2 separate regions of the Mus musculus genome follow, and region 2 is linked to region 1. The links are chromatin contacts, called in public Hi-C maps. All regions are on one chromosome and are shown on one strand. Each heading gives the region's core, a stretch centred on a gene start, on an enhancer-like site or on the middle of the called end of the contact. The rest is flanking DNA. Distances are from core to core; before and after follow the strand shown.

Evidence for each region. A called contact is a pair of places that touch in the nucleus more often than the background predicts.
Region 2: a Hi-C map of forebrain shows a contact between it and region 1, with 3 times the contacts expected there. The contact joins the promoter of Adra2c here to the enhancer-like site in region 1. A contact is called at or near these places in 8 of 39 promoter capture datasets (the 3T3-L1 cell line, the C10 cell line, embryonic stem cells and 5 more), 3 of 484 Hi-C or Micro-C datasets (cerebral cortex, forebrain and pre-B cells), 2 of 115 datasets of contacts at active chromatin or transcription factors (embryonic stem cells and neural progenitor cells) and 3 of 9 other capture datasets (adipose tissue, liver and pancreatic islet).

Annotation. Positions count from the first base shown.
Region 1 is chr5:35,241,600-35,249,163 of GRCm38.p6, reverse strand. All of the region lies in intron 2 of Gm40281 (a long non-coding RNA gene), which reads right to left. Among named protein-coding and RNA genes, the nearest start is that of Gm40281, 16 kb to the right of the region's middle. Within about 2 kb of position 3,628, at least 20 of the 459 cell types and tissues checked have an H3K27ac peak or open chromatin away from gene starts, as enhancers often do. A contact at or near this core is called in cerebral cortex and forebrain, where this site is marked.
Region 2 is chr5:35,273,633-35,281,196 of GRCm38.p6, reverse strand. Adra2c (adrenergic receptor, alpha 2c) reads right to left here and starts at 2,631. Exons shown (of 1, transcript NM_007418.3): 1 at 1-2,631. The coding sequence starts at 1,311.

The DNA.
Region 1 (7,564 bases), core at 2,379-4,878:
AAACATAAACAAAACCAAAAAACCCTTTATTGGTGTCAGATTTAGCATAGCCTCTGCATTCAGTTACGCAGCCCTGTTTGGGGTGGTGACAGATAGGTAAAAAAACTGTACTCCAGACCACAAGGAAGTGCTGTGTGCCTGGCTCAGAATTCCCAGAGACTAGGGTTTCCCAGCTCAGCATCTCCATCCGATGCACACCCTCTGGGGGTTCTGAATCGGGCTGTTTCCCTCACCTGTCCATGGTGGATGATGAGGATAATGATGGCCCATCACCAACATCCATCAGGCACAGCTCAGAGGGCACTAGCTCAGCCTAAGGAGATCAGCACAGCAGCCCTTGACCAGGCTGGCTGTAGTGAAGCTACCCAAGGGATGCCCGCTGAGGTTTCTGAGAAGTCAGAGGGGAGCACTTCCAGCTAAGGAGGACTACTGCTATCATCATCATCACTTTTTCTTGTGCTTCCATAAGGCCCCACACTGTGCCTAGAGTCGGGAACCCAGGCAAGGCCAGACAAAGAGTTGGGCAGAGGCAATTCAGGGAGAAGAGGCTGTTACTAAAGGAAGATCTGCCTCCCAGCTCAGTCATCCTGGGCTCCCTGGAAAGTCAGTCCCCAAAATGTCAGAGCTCTCATCCCAGCCCACAGACTCAGGGAGGCATGTACTGTAGACACCTAGGGTCTGGCCCAGCCCTCAGCGGGGCCTACAGACTGACTCTCCACTGAGGAGGGCTCGGCAGCATGGGCATAGAAGGTGGAGGAGGTGCCTGGGGGGCTGGTTTACTCATCCCTGAGCTTGGTGGAGGGAAGAGCTGGGATGCCCCTCCCAGGTCACCCCATTCCTCCATGGAGAAGACAGTGCCGGTCCACCCACACGGCACCATGGGGCTCACTGTGCAGAGGCAGTACCAGCCCCCGTCCCCAGACTCGCTAGAGGCCTGGTCCCACAGAGAGAGTGCTGGATGTGAAGCTCAACAGGACCTGGCTCTCCCAGTGGCTCTGCCACTGGCTGTGACAGAACTTCACAGACCCTGATCACTGGAACAGGGTCGGGGATGGGCTGCGGACAAAATTATCTCTCTTTGCAAAAATTATTTTCACACTGAAAAAGGCAAGGACAACAAAAATCGCTTGCCTCTTGCTCACACGGAGCAACTTCAGGGACATGGCAGATGTGAGAGCCTCTCAGGCCAGAGTCACGGGGACAGCAGTGTCTTCATCTGAGACTGCCTTTTAGGAAGCTACACAGCTCTGCAGAGGCTCCAGGTAGAGTTAGGGTGTATTGAAAACTATCCAGATCCCCATTTCAGACTGATGACTGAGCCTGCCCCCCCCCTGTTACCCACAGCAGCCAGCATTTTGGGTGGTAAGCCCCAGCACTGGAGAGAGGGTATGTGACACGCATATGCTGCCAGCTGAGGAGACCTGTCCTGCCCCAGGCGTCCAATCCCTGGGTAAGTCAAGGCGTGGAGAGGAATCACACTGCAGTTGATGACCTACAGCACGGGGCCCTTGCCAAGGGGTAAGGCTACAGAGAAAAGGCACGTGTCTTCTGCCCCAGTCTGGCCTGCCTGCTCAGTTGGTGGGGAAGGCAGGATCAGCTTGGAAGAAAGGTGGGTTGTGCCCACTCCTCTTGGTCATGAGCTAGCTGAAATGTCCCCAGGAGGTGCTCTGTGTCCCCAGGAGGTGCTCTGTGTCCCCAGGCTCTGCACAGCACAATGATTTCGGCCAGCTCTACCTTGAGCCCTGCCTAGAGCTATTACTGGAAGAGGAGCAGTGGGAGCTTTTGGTGGCAAACATGACTTTCACTCCTTGGAGAAGAAGGTGCTCCAGCAGGTGAGCTGTCCTCACTCCTTATGTCTTGGGAACAACTTGCTAAGGAAAGGACATCTTTGTTCCTGTGACCCTTAAGGAGCAGGCCTCTGAAAGGGGCCTGTATTGGGTCCACTGTGATGTATAGAAGAGAACATCTCTGAGACCCAATGGCTCCCCCAAAATTTCTTGGACAGCCACAAAGCATCGTGGGGCTGAGCCAGCCAGATTAACTCACCCAGAGGGAATGTTCTGAGCCCGGAGGTGGGGGAGGGCAGATCACACTGGCCTCCCATAAATTCAGGATAATATCATGGGTTAGGACTATGGGTCCTTACTTGGTTCCATAAGTATAGAGCCAGTCTTTTTCTAGGTGGGAAGTTGTTCAACTAGTCTTGGTAGAGCAAGAATGACGATGCTGCTTGTCCTGTAAAGAGAAACTTAAGGTGCTGGTTTCTGGTGATGAACCTGACATCTGTTCTTTTTCTCTCTTGGCCCCTTCACTTCTGCTGTGTGTACCAATGTCTTCCTCCTCATTGAAACACTCGGCACGGGGTGGGGTTTCCTTCTGGGATGAAGCAAGAGTTTGGAGAGACAGTGGAGGCTGAACTCAGCCTACCAAAGACCTCCATCCCACTTGCAGAGCCAGCCCTGGGGCTCACCTCAGTGGGTCACCTCAAAGGACGTCTCCTGCCACCACTAGCATGGCCAGAATCAAGAGGATTTGAAGTGTCCTGTCCTTCCCTGGGGGACACTTGTCAAGCTCTCTGTAGCCTGTGGCCATGGCGAGGGGCTGTTCTGAGTGAGCGAGGATGTGTGGGTTTTTGCAGATGCCTTTGGTTCTCTGTGTCTGTTTCCTTTCCTAAAAAGAATCCATCCCAGGGCAGCATCTCTTATACATCTCCTCCCTCTGACCCTCCTCAGCCTGGTCCAGGGTGACTGTCTTTCTACAACTGCTAAACAGAAGCTAAACTCCAGCATGCCAGCATGTGTGAAGATGCTGGGATGCTGACACTTTTAAAATAACGTTTCTAATTGGGCTTGTCGCTCACTTTTCCCCACTGTTTTCATAAATTGCATTTAATTGTTTTCAGGTTGATTCTTCAAAAATAAATTGTTACCTAGAATCTCTGGGGTGCCTGCCCACACAGCGTCGGGCAAGACATCCCAGGGGCCTGGGACGTTTATTTCTGCTGTGTGTGTGTCTTGACGTGGGCGCTCTGCTCATACCTCTGAGGGGGCTGGGAATTTCTTCTGAAGTCCAGAGCTTTCAGTGAATCATGAGTGGTGCCCAGCCTGTGGGTGACAGTGACAGGGGTGCCAGCAGCAGACAGTGACGGAAGCCCAGCATGGCTCTTGTTCTGTGCATTTCACCTGGTGCCTCTTCACTGTTCCTGAAGGGGTGACTATACCCCCTTCATCAAGAAGGAAATAAAAAAAAAACACTCTCTCCTCCTCCCCCATCGGGTCCCTTCCTCAGCACCTCAGCAGAGCCTTACCAGGTGCCTGGCTCCCCTGCAGGCAGTCAAGGAGGCGGTATCCATGGCAACAGGGCCACCCGCCTCCTGGGCAGGGCCATCTTCTTGCAGAAGCCTTCCTGGCACAGGTCCAGGGCACAGTGCGCCCTGTCCACTGCTCAGATCCTGGATGCAGCCCCAGGCACCCATGGGAGCCCCCACCCTTGGGGGCCGTGGGAGGAATTTTAAACTCCTCAAGTATTCTTCAAAAGCACCCATGTGGTTAGTTAAGCCTCCTAAGATAATTACAGTGAAGCAATTACTTCTTTAAAGACATTTGGGGGTGTTAAGATCCTGGCTCCTATTTTTCATGATAACAGTGAGTCCTTTTGTGCCTGGAACCTGGTGAGTCTGTTCCCCACAGGTGCTTCTGGGATAGGGGTGCATCACATTCTCCTTATGCAGGCATGAGCGGCTCCCTCCCCCATACCCCCCCCCCCGCCCCACCCCAGCAGACCTCCAGTAAAGCAATGGAAGAAAGAGTCAGCGGTTTCTGAATCCCAGGAGAGGACAGAACAAACAGCAAAGTAAAGTATTTTCATAGTGTTGGCCGCAGCTTCCCCAGCCAAGACTGGCTGGAAGGAGCAACTGTACCCTGGTCCATCTCCTGTCCATTCTCCAGGCCACATTGCCTCTGAGGTGGAACAGAAGGCTGAGGTGCAGGTCCCCAAGGGCTTGCCACCAAGCATTCCTATAACCCTCCCTTTCTCTCGCTCTCTCTTTCTCTCTCTCTCTCTCTCTCTCTCTCTCACACACACACACACACACACACACACACACACACACACGTCTCCTAAGGTATCTGCCAGAGTCCATACTCTAAAGGCAGCAATGGGGTCTGTGAGCATCCCTGAGCCCCGTGTCAGAAAGCCTGTGAGGGTGTACACTACACAGGGGGGTGTTTGGAGAACACAGTGAAGCTTTATGAAGGAGGTGGCAGAGCCTCAGACCACTTCTAAGCAACAACACCTTTTCCCCCCTGATGTGCACTGCCGTGATGCCGGCCCTGCAGGGTGGGTGATGGTGAAAATGACAGAATAGGGACTCTGAGCTCAAACACTCAGCTTCCTCTAGAGAGCTTAGAAGCTCTTGAGGCGCCCCACCCCCCATAAGCCACCTGACCTGCTGGGGTGGTCTACTGCACCTGAGAGGTGGGAGATGTGGTGTGAAGCTGAAGCGACCACTCAGCCTAAACCAGGCCCATCCTCTACCTGACTAACCATGCACTTCCACTCAGTTCCACAGACATCTTTCCTGCCCAGCCCTCACCCAACTCCCTACTAGTCTTCCATCCATTCTCCACTTGACTGAATTCCTCCCTGCTTCCCTGCCCAGACTCCACCTCTAGCCCTGTGTTTATCTTCCTTCCTCCACCTGGAAGGTAATCTCCTGCCTCTTTACTGTAGCTTCCTCTCTGGTTTGTTTTCTCAGCATCACCTCTGCCCCCTGGTGGGCAACACCCAACTTCCATCTGATCTGACGGCCAGAATGCTTTCTTCTCAGAACCCCCAGGGGCTTTAGCAGACCCTTTGTCTGACCCTCCATAACTTATCCATCCCCATTCCTGTCCCTACAGGCAGTGAGACCTATCCCTGTTGCTGATGAATGGCTATCCTTCACTCTAGGCTGGCCTCAGAGGGACATCGACAAACTCACTTACACTCCCCCAAGCATGAGCCCCTTCTCACTCCTGCCCTGGGAGAGCCTTCCACTAAATGTGCTTTCTTCATTTTCCTAGCAAGGCCCACATCATCGAAGCCTCAGTCTCCAGAAGATGTCACAATTGCCAGCTTGGGCTGGACCATTGCGCCATCTGTAGAGTCAGCAGTCCCATTCAGGTCCCCACCCAGGATGGGGACAGGGGTCCCAGCCTTCAGCTTCCCCCCCCACCCTGCCATGTCAATGTCTCTCCAGAGCTGGGGACTCACATCTACAAAGAGGATCAAAATTAATTCAGAAAGTGGACATGGGAACAATAGTTCCCACGAACTTTTGCCCAAAATGCTTCTTTCCCTGTCAGTTTCCCACTGATAAAATACTAGTGGAAAAGTCCAAAAATAGTTCACAACTTCTACATTACAAACCTTTCTGAATATCTTGTATTGTCCTGCTTCATCCCTCTAAGATATGACTCATCTCTATGTGCAGTGTGTTCATGCAGTATATGCTATCAGATTGATGATGTCCTGTGCTTTCATTGTTTGTGTCTAGTATGCCTTTCTTATGGCTCCAAGGTAAGACAAAGAAAATGTTGGAGGTTTTTCTACAGTAGAGTGTTGTAATGGTTCTGTCTTTATCATCAGTGTTACTCTCTTACTCTTTCTAATATATAAATTAAATCTCACCAAATGTATACAGACAGGGAGAATACGGCATATATAGGATTTGGTGCAATCTGTAGTTTCAGGTGCCCATGAGTTGGAACACATGCCCACTTGGGAAAGGGGGTGACTATGGTGAACACAAGGATAAATGGCACCCTAATAGCATTTGTTATCTAACAGCCCCATAGCTGTCAGCACTTAGTGGAAATTTTATGCCTTGGATGCAAAACCGTTCACTCACAAACCTAAACAGAAAAGGAATACATGGTTGCAAAATAAAAAATAAACAAATTAACTCCTTACTAGTCAGCATATTTCAAAATGAGAGGGTAGTTGTGGTGGTAGAACAGAGACAGGAAGAGGGGAAAAGGAGAACAGAGGAGGAATGCTGCCACCCACAATGTGAGAGATTTCTCACTTCAATTAACATAATCAAGTGAATCTTTCACAAACATGACCAGAGGGTCATTTCCCAGCTATTCTAAATTCTATCAAGTTGACAATGAACACTAACCACCACACACAACTATTTGCATTTTTACAAGTTGGAGTCTGATAAATAAGTTCTTCCTTTGAAGTTGCTTTCTTATTGTTTTAGTGCAAAGTACAAGACTTCTCATTAATTGTGCTAATCTCTTAAAGTGTATGCATATTTTATCCATGCCTTCCTTGTCTGCAACTTGAATTCCCATTCTTTTCCTCACCAAACTGCACATTGTTTTTCTTGTCTTACTGCTCAGTCTCCTGGGTTCTCTCCCTGTAGACCTCAGTAAAAGCACTAACCAGTAACCATGCTATTGTCTGAGTGCTTTTTTTTTCCTCTTAAGATCTTCTCCACCAAACAAATCAGCCCATTACTTTTGAGTTTGGCCTCACTCAAATTCCCAGACCACCTAAAGAATTCAACTTAGATTACTTGCCAGACTGAACCATGAATGGTCTCAAGTCTAATTCCTGAAAGAGTCCTCATTCTCTCCTGAAAGACTGTGAGTGGGGACTTCACTGTTCACATTTCTAGCAGAATTCCGGACTTTCACACTCTCATCAGACTGTCCCTTAAGCTCTGTTCACAGCATTTTCTTCCTTCTCTAGTCTACAGCTCCAAATTCTTATGCATTCATTTCACAAACCAGCTAGAAAGGTCTATAAATTATATGATCATGTTCACCACAGCAACAACCCCACTTCTGGTACCAATTCTCCACATCAATTACTTTTCTCATTGTCATGATCAAATCATGACTAGAGCAACCTAAGAAAGGAAGGGTTACTTTTGCTCATAGTTAAAAGGACACAATCCACAATAATGAGAAAGACACTGTAACAAAACCACCATTATTTCTGCAGTCAGGAAACAAAGAAAGGTGAATGCTAGTGTTCATGTAATTTTCTTATTTTTTCCATTTTTATTAGTACAGAACCTAAGCCCATGGGGGTGGTGCCATCCATTGGTCTTACCTCCTTTGTTGCATCTCTATGTAAATGCTCTTCCAGACATACCTGAAGCTGGGCCTTCTTGCCCCACTAATTAAAGACAAAGTCTATCATTGACTAAATAGCCTTCTGGGGCTCGGTGCAATATGGAGGACTCTCTTCATTATCAGGTCTTCCCCTTCTCTGACCTTGTCTGGGGAGTTCAAAAAAATCCCCCTATTCCTCTACCTGCAGAATGTCACATAGCCTTGGTTAAGATTACAGGTTAAACTTCCTTTCCCTGTCTCTTCCTGAACTCCACCCACAGAAGACCCCATTCAGCTAGCATTCCTGAAATTCCTGAAATGCTTCCCCATGGTAAGGATGCACTTCAGCATCTTCTGCCTTCAGCCAATGGCCTTTGCCCATCCTGGATGTTCCTATCCCCAGTCCCCATAACTATATAAGCCTTGAATCACACCAATAAAATTGAACTGTGTCC
Region 2 (7,564 bases), core at 1,382-3,881, 33 kb before region 1:
ATTGAAGACAGTGTAGATGACCGGGTTGAGCGAACTGTTGCAGTAGCCGATCCAGAAGAAAAACTTAAAGAGCGGTTCTGGCAACTGGCAGGCCTCACGGCAGATGCCATACAGGCTGTAGCTGAAGAAGAAGGGGAACCAGCACAGTACGAACACGCCCATGACCACCGCCAACACGAAGGTGAAGCGCTTCTCGCGTGCCTGGGCCACCTTGCGGCGGCACACACTGCTGCGCGCCCGGCGCCGACGCGACAGGAAGAACTCGACGGAGCGCGAGCTGGCCCGCGACAGGCGCCCTCCGGGGCCTGGGGACCGAGACGCCGTCCGAGCACCCTGCTCGGCTGCCAGTCCCGGTCCCGGTCCGTCCGCACTGCCCGTGTCCCCCTCAGCACCCTCTCGCCGCCGTCCTCCTCTGCGCAGCGCGCCCCGGCGCCTCCGCCTCTCGGCCGCACTGCTCTCATCCGGCTCCACTTCAGTGCGCGGGGGCGCGCAATGCCCGTTCTCCCCCGCTGCCTTGCCCAGCCCATTCTCTGTGGTCGGGGACGCGCCGTCGGGGCCGGCGGGGCCGCGTTTCTCGCTGAGCGTACGCGTGCGCAGCTTGGCCACGCGGTAGATGCGCGCATAGACCAGGCCCATGATGAGGCAGGGCGCGAAGAAGGAGCCTATGCAGGAGGACAAGATGTACCAGGTCTCATCGTTGAGGCCGCACTGCGGATAGGCGGCGCCGTCGGGCCGGCGGTAGAACGAGACGAGAGGCGGGAAGGAGATGACAGCGGAGATGAGCCACACGGCCACGATGGTGGCCTTGACACGGCGCGGCGTGCGCTTCAGGTTGTACTCTACCGCTTGCGTCACCGACCAGTAGCGGTCCAGACTAATGGCACACAGGTGCACGATGGACGAGGTGCAGAAGAGCACGTCCAGTGCCAGGTATACACCACACCACACTTGCCCGAAGTACCAGTAGGCCATGAGCTCATTGGCCAGAGAAAAGGGCATGACCAGTGTGGCCACCAGGATGTCAGCTGAGGCCAGAGACACCAGGAAGAGGTTCTGCGGGGCGCGCAGTGCTCGGCTGGTCAACACAGCGATCACCACGAGCACATTGCCTACCACGGTGAAAACGATGAGGAAACCCACCACAGCTGCCAACCCCGCCACAGCACCTGCGGAGTACTGGCCCGGCGGTGGCACCCAGTCGGTCCCCGAGGCGTTGGCACCCCCGCCGCTACCCCATTCGCCCGCGTCGCTCCCGTTGGGGCCCTCAGCCGCCGCCGCCGCCAGCGCCGCGGCCAGCGCTGGGGACGCCATGGTCCTCCCGAGAGCTACGCGGTCCTGCCAGGAGCCCGGGCGCAGCCTCGGCAGCTCGGGCGCCCCACAGCCAGGGTCGGCGTCCGCATCGCCGCCTGCTCCTCCGGCGCGCCGGCTGGGGGCCACGAAGCCCCGCAGCCGGCTCTCGGCCGTGGTGGCCCGGCGGGCGGGCGGCGCGCCGGAGAGCGTGGCTGCCGGGCTCCCCGCAGCTGCCGCGCGCGTAAGTGCAGAGCTGGAGGTGCCCAGAGAGCGCGGCGACGCGGCGGTGGGGGGGAATGGGGGTAGGTCCCGGGTCCTCGAGCGGCCCCGCCCTCGGCCTGGGTTCAGTGGGAGCGTCCCGGCCGCCAGCCCACGGAGATGCGGTGTCCAAGCTGGTGCACGCAAGCGGCTCCACGGTCCGGGTGCCCGACTGGGCTGCAGGCTGCAGGCGGCGGCCCGGACACTCTGCTTCCCAACGGGCTGGCTGGGGCTAAGCGAGCCGGGGCGCAGGTTGCCGTTCTTCCGGGTCCCTGCAACTTTACTTTGCGGGGCTGGGCGCCGACACCCGCGGTCCTCCTGCTGCTCCCGAGTGCGGGCGCCCCCCAAGGTCCGCGTTCGGCCGTGCGGGCGCCGCCTCGCCCTCCCCGCTCGCCGGTGCAGCGTCTCCGCCGCCGCGGAGCGCTTGGCGCAAGTGCTGTCGCCCGGGCTCGGCTTCCAACTTGAGTCCAGTAGCGCAGCGGGGAGGGCGCAGCGGGGCGGGGCGGGGCGCCCCGCAGGCCCGAGCCGCGGGCCCGGGGGGAGCGGGCCGGGAGCCGGAGCCCGCGGCCGCCTGGGCGAACCTGCCGGCGGCGCCGGGGAGGAGCCCTAGGCGGCGGCGCAGGGCGCGCACTCGGCGAGGGCGCCCCCTCCAGGGCCAACTGCAGCCTGCGGGGCCCGGCTGAGCGCGGGCTGGCCTGAGCGGTGAGTTCTAGAAGCCTGCTCTTTCTAAGATCGTAGTCTCCACCTCACTCGGTTACAGGCGACGGAGCGCGCGCGGGCGCGCACACCGGCTCGTAAGGGGCTGGCTCGGGGTCCGCGGCCTGATTGGAGAGTGCGCTTGTAGCAGCATGGCAGAGACACTGCTGGTGCGCATCATTCCTTTGGAGCTTAGGGTCCCTGCTCCCCTGCAGAGCCACCTCCTCAGTCAGCCTCAGTTCCCTCCTCTGAGTACCTCTCAGCGCTGCGGGATCGTGAATCATAACCACGGTGTCAGTCGAGGCCCAGATCAAGCTCCCAAGCTCTATACCCATGTTGGCAATTGTTGAAGTTGAATCTTAATGCTGTGTGATCCCGCTTTTCACAGCTGGAGGGGACGCTCCAGACCTGCGCTTTTGACAAACTCAAAACTGACCTGCCCCATGCAGCGTGATTTTGTGGGAGTAGGTTTAAGAGAGGGCGAGCAAATCAAATGTTGGGGAGATCTCGTGTCAGTTTCACAGAGGTTCTGTCACGTGTGGCCTGAGTTGAGTTGAGGCACTGGTCTCTGCCTCCAGGCAGCCCCAGGTCTGCAGGGAGGATGTGGCCAAGAGAATAAATTGGACTTTCCAGACCTAGCGTTTCCCTGCTAGAACTAAAGGAGTACCATTCTCTCCACCAAGGCTGGCCAGGACCTCATTACACAGGTCAGATAGACCGGAAAGGGAGGGGAGTTGGCAATCCACTGGCAGAAGGCCTCATCAGAAAGTCATTCTGAGGACCTTGGAGCCATGACCTGTGGCATCTGGACTTGTCCCTGCTCTGGTGGCTGCTTCTCCCTGCAGTCCTTGAGGATAGTGCAACCTCCTTGTGGGCACTGCAGCCCTAGAGGACCCACAGGACCTACCCTCAGGGCAGGGGTGTCCAACTAGGATTAGGCAGACGACAAACATTTCAGACCATGGGCCTGTCTTGAGTACTGTGCCCGTGCAGGACACACTTCTTGATGCCTGTCCTGGGCACTTTCTAACTCAGGGCTTGCAAAGTGCCATGTGCTGTCACCTGAGAATGTGAACTATGAGGAAGAACCGCCAAGGTTTTTTAACAAGTCCTTCTTACCCAGAGGCCCCAACAAGGGCCACTGATCAAAACAACTTCAGTTGGTTTGTATAGAAGCCCCCAGATGACTCCAACATCAGTATATTGGAGGAAGAGGAGGTCTGGCCTTATGGTGTTTGTGTCTGGATATTCACCCCCACACTGAGTGCCATCAAAGCCCTGGAACTTCCCCACCCCCCATCCCTACCCCCAACCCAGCCTAGAAGCAAAGGAGGAGGTGACAGCATGTATCACCTTTGGATATGGAGGAGTTATTAGGAAAAAGCTTTGTGGACCATGCTCCCTAGGGACTGAGGTAGTCCCCAGTGTGTGGATGGTCCCTAAGACAGAGTGCTCTTTAGGAATGTGGGTACTCCTTCAGATGGGATGCTTCTTTGGTGAGAGTGCCCCCCGAAGAGGCTGGTTTAGTTCTGAGGATGTGGGAGCCTGAGGACGATGAGGGGAAGGGCAAGTGGGCACTGGTCGGGTACTGTTGGAGAGATGGCTTCTCCCCTTGCAGGCAGCATTGTGGACCTGCCTGAGTCAGAGATGCTGTCATATGAGAAGCTGAGGGGACAACAGGTAGTCTAGCCCAAGCCCTGACTGCACACAGCCTCACGTTTCCAAGTGATGCCTGCCTAGGCAAAGGGATGCCCTGGGAGCCCTGCAAGGGAAGCCTGCAAGGGCATCTGCAGGGCTCGCTACTGAGTGACCTAGGCTCTTGGGGATGATGGCTACATGCTGTAGGGATGCTGACCATACCTCCCGGCATAACTGAGAGGAAGCCACTCTGGAGTCAGCAGCCAGAAGTGAGAGTTAAAGAGTCTGCTCATTTGAGGGCAGCTGGTGAGACCCCCTGGGGTGGCAGGAACTTACGAAGAGGCTGAACTAGCCTCTTTGCCCAGAGATAGCCAATTAGCCCCAACAGTCTGCTTCTGGTTGTTCTGTGGCAGGAAACAATGTGTGCCCCTACAGACTGTGTGTTCAAGAGTAGTTGGTGGCAGGCCACACTGGGTGTTTGTACCTACTATGTGAGGGCATTCTGGGAAGGTCCTGGTATATTTCAGAAGGAAATCCATGTGAAGTGAAGCAGCCTGGGTATTCAGAGTGGTGGGTATACTGGTGCCTAGAAGTGCGGGGTTGGTCCAGCCAGGGTTGCATAGTGCCTGGATGTTGGGTCCTAGGCTCTCAATTCCCTGCCAGGCCTCTACCACAGGATCTGGTTGCATGTCTGTGTGAATCCTGGGAGCAGTGCGCATGCTGCAAAGCAGCCGTGACATGGGCTGACGGGAGCTGGGCTCCTTGAATCACCCTGGTGTACTCACAGGTATGCGTGAACACATGCACCTCACTCCCTCATGGGCTCATGCACATGGATATGCTTATTCAAGTGTGCACACACAGACCCATTGCCTGAACACACGGATGTTCATGAAGATGCACTTACATTCACATGTGTGTATACATGTGCACCTGTTCATACATATATGTATGATTATATACCACTTACACACCACTTGCATGTGCATGCCACGTATGTACATTCATCCCTTCAGATACTTTCCAGTGTAGCTGTGTATATACCCAAACACATGCGTATGTGTATCTGCACCTGGAAGATTCCAGTCAAAGGCATGCATGTATACACATATGTGCATGTACACCCACATGAGTTTGCACATAGTCACACACAAGGCAAGCATATATGCACATATAAGCATAAATGTCCACACACATATGTTGTTTGTGCAACCACTCACATCTTGATTCAGAAGTGAGCAGAGCCATCAAGTGTGAATTTAAGCTCCTGATCATGTCCTTCCTTGCTTCTTGGCAGCTGAGTGACCCTCCTCATTCTCAGGCCTCAGTTTTCCTGTCTGTGAAATGAACACATTGCACCACTGTCTCTAATATCCGTGCTGGCTCTTCCATTCTCCCTCTCCCTGAGGGAGTGTCGCATCTGGCCTGCCCAGCTTTGCCTTTGGCTGGTGCCTGGAGCTGCTGAGGAGAGCCAGGCTCACAGAGCTCTTCCATTTTACTTAGCTCTAGCTGGTGACAGGGTCAGGGAAATAGAGCTGGATTTCTTGTCTCAAGTCTAAGAGGATGCCCTTTTTATTTGAAATGGAGCTGAGGATTTTTCCCTATGTTTATGTGCGATCTCATTTTTAAAGATGAGCCAAGGGAAAACCAAGGCTTGTTTCCCTCTCTGCCCCTCCCTGAAGAATTCCAAAGACTGATCTGTCTTGTCAGAACGTGGCAAGGATCCGGCAGCCGGGCTGGCTCTTGGCGCCCCAGCCTGCAGACTGAATCCATTGCATATTGATCATCGATTTGGCAACACAGCGTTCCAACAGAGCTGGCGAAGCCCTCTTCAGGGACTGGCTGGGATTGGCATGGGGTGTAATAGAAAACAGAGGGTCAGCGTCTCTTGCCGGGTACCCACTGTGTGCCTTGGCACTGCCCGGCTGGGGGTCTAGCTCCTGTCTGTCACTGTATCCTTAGCTGTGTGCAGCCTCAATGGCTCCAGCCTGCCATTCTGCCAGCCTGTATCCCGGAAGCCCATATGAGCGTTGAAAGTCCCAGATGTTCCCACTGTTGCTCCAGTTGACTGGGCCTTGTGTTTGAGGGCCTCAGTTTTGAGTCCCCACCCTGTTAAGTCCCTCATTGGGTCTGCAGACACGACCTGGCATTGTCTGTATGCATCCCTGCAGGAAACAGAGGACCAGATCAAAGGTTCTTATTCCCATAGCCTGCTTTTCCAGGCTTTGCCTTTAGAAACTGCTGGTGTGGAGCCTGGACCCTGGGATTAGGACATGACCTCAGGAAACTACCTTTCTTTCAGTGGCTGCTTTTCAGGCTGCCTACAAGGTCTGTTAACTCACAGCTCATGGCCTGCTTGCTGCAGGAGCTGCAGGTAGAAAGCTGTGGGGTCCAAGCCAGTCAGTGAGTGCTCCTTGATGACAAGTGAAAATGTAGATGAAGGCCCACCACTACACTTCCTGTTTGGTTATGTGTGTATGAGGCTGTGATGCTGAGAGCCATAGCAGCTGTCCCGTGACCAAGAGGAGATGAGGACAAGGATACAAGTCACTGAAGAAAGAGTATATGCCCCATTGCTTCTATTTTGGAGCCACCATGAATGGCCCTGGAGCCACCCTTGGGCCAGGCTTCCTGCTGTTGAGGCACAAACTAAATATGCTCTTCCCACTGTGCACCCAGAACTACCCATAGTCAAGTCCCTAGGACTGTGAATATGTCACATGACACAAGTGCCTAAAGGTACCCCACCAGTCTGTGTGAGTCAAGGGTCTCGCACCACCGTGTCCTGGAGTATGCTTGTGGGGCCCACTGTGAATACAGGTGCCTGCCAGGGAATGTGAGAGCCAGGCAAGTTATGGGAGATTGGAAGATGGAACCACACCAGGACTTACAGAGAAGGAAGGGTCGAAAGGCATGGATCAGAGCAGCTACCAGAAATGAGAGAGACTAGAAAACATTATCTAGCAACAGCCTCTAGGAAGAGAACTGTGTGCCAACACAGTTCAGGCCTCTGATAGCTAAAACTGTAAGGAAAACCTTTGTATGCATGTGTGTATATGTGTGCATATGTAGTTGTATGTGGATACATGTGTATCCACATGTGCATGTACATATCTATATGTGCATGCATGTGCTCATGTATGTGTACATGTGTGGTTAGAATTAGTTATGTGGGACAGAGATTCATCCACTTCCATTTGGGACACAGAGACTGTAACTCCTATGGTTGTACCTTGACTGCTGGGTCATCTGCCCTCATGACCCTCAGGTTTCTACCTGTAAAGTGAGCTCTTTCTTTGTATCATCTAGCCTGTTTAAGAGCTTGACTTTGGTAAACTATTTAAAAATTAATAGAAAGATCCAATATTTGCAATTCCTTACACTTTGGAAGCTCTTAAAGCATGGTCACCATCACTACCACAACTGCTGTTAGCCCTACATCATTGCCAGCACTACCATCATCACTGTTGTCCTGCATCTGGTCCTGGATGATGGGTCTCCTTGGCAGTGTTTCTGGGGCTCCTTGGCCTTCACCTGTATGCAGGTGATAGAGCGCTCAACACTCTGGGAACGGTGCCCACTCCGGAGTCTCAGGATAGCCCTACTGATGTCAGCACTGAGCACAGTTCTTGGTCTTAAGGTCACAGATCAACTTGGGCCACAGGAGCCCAAGAGGTATCTC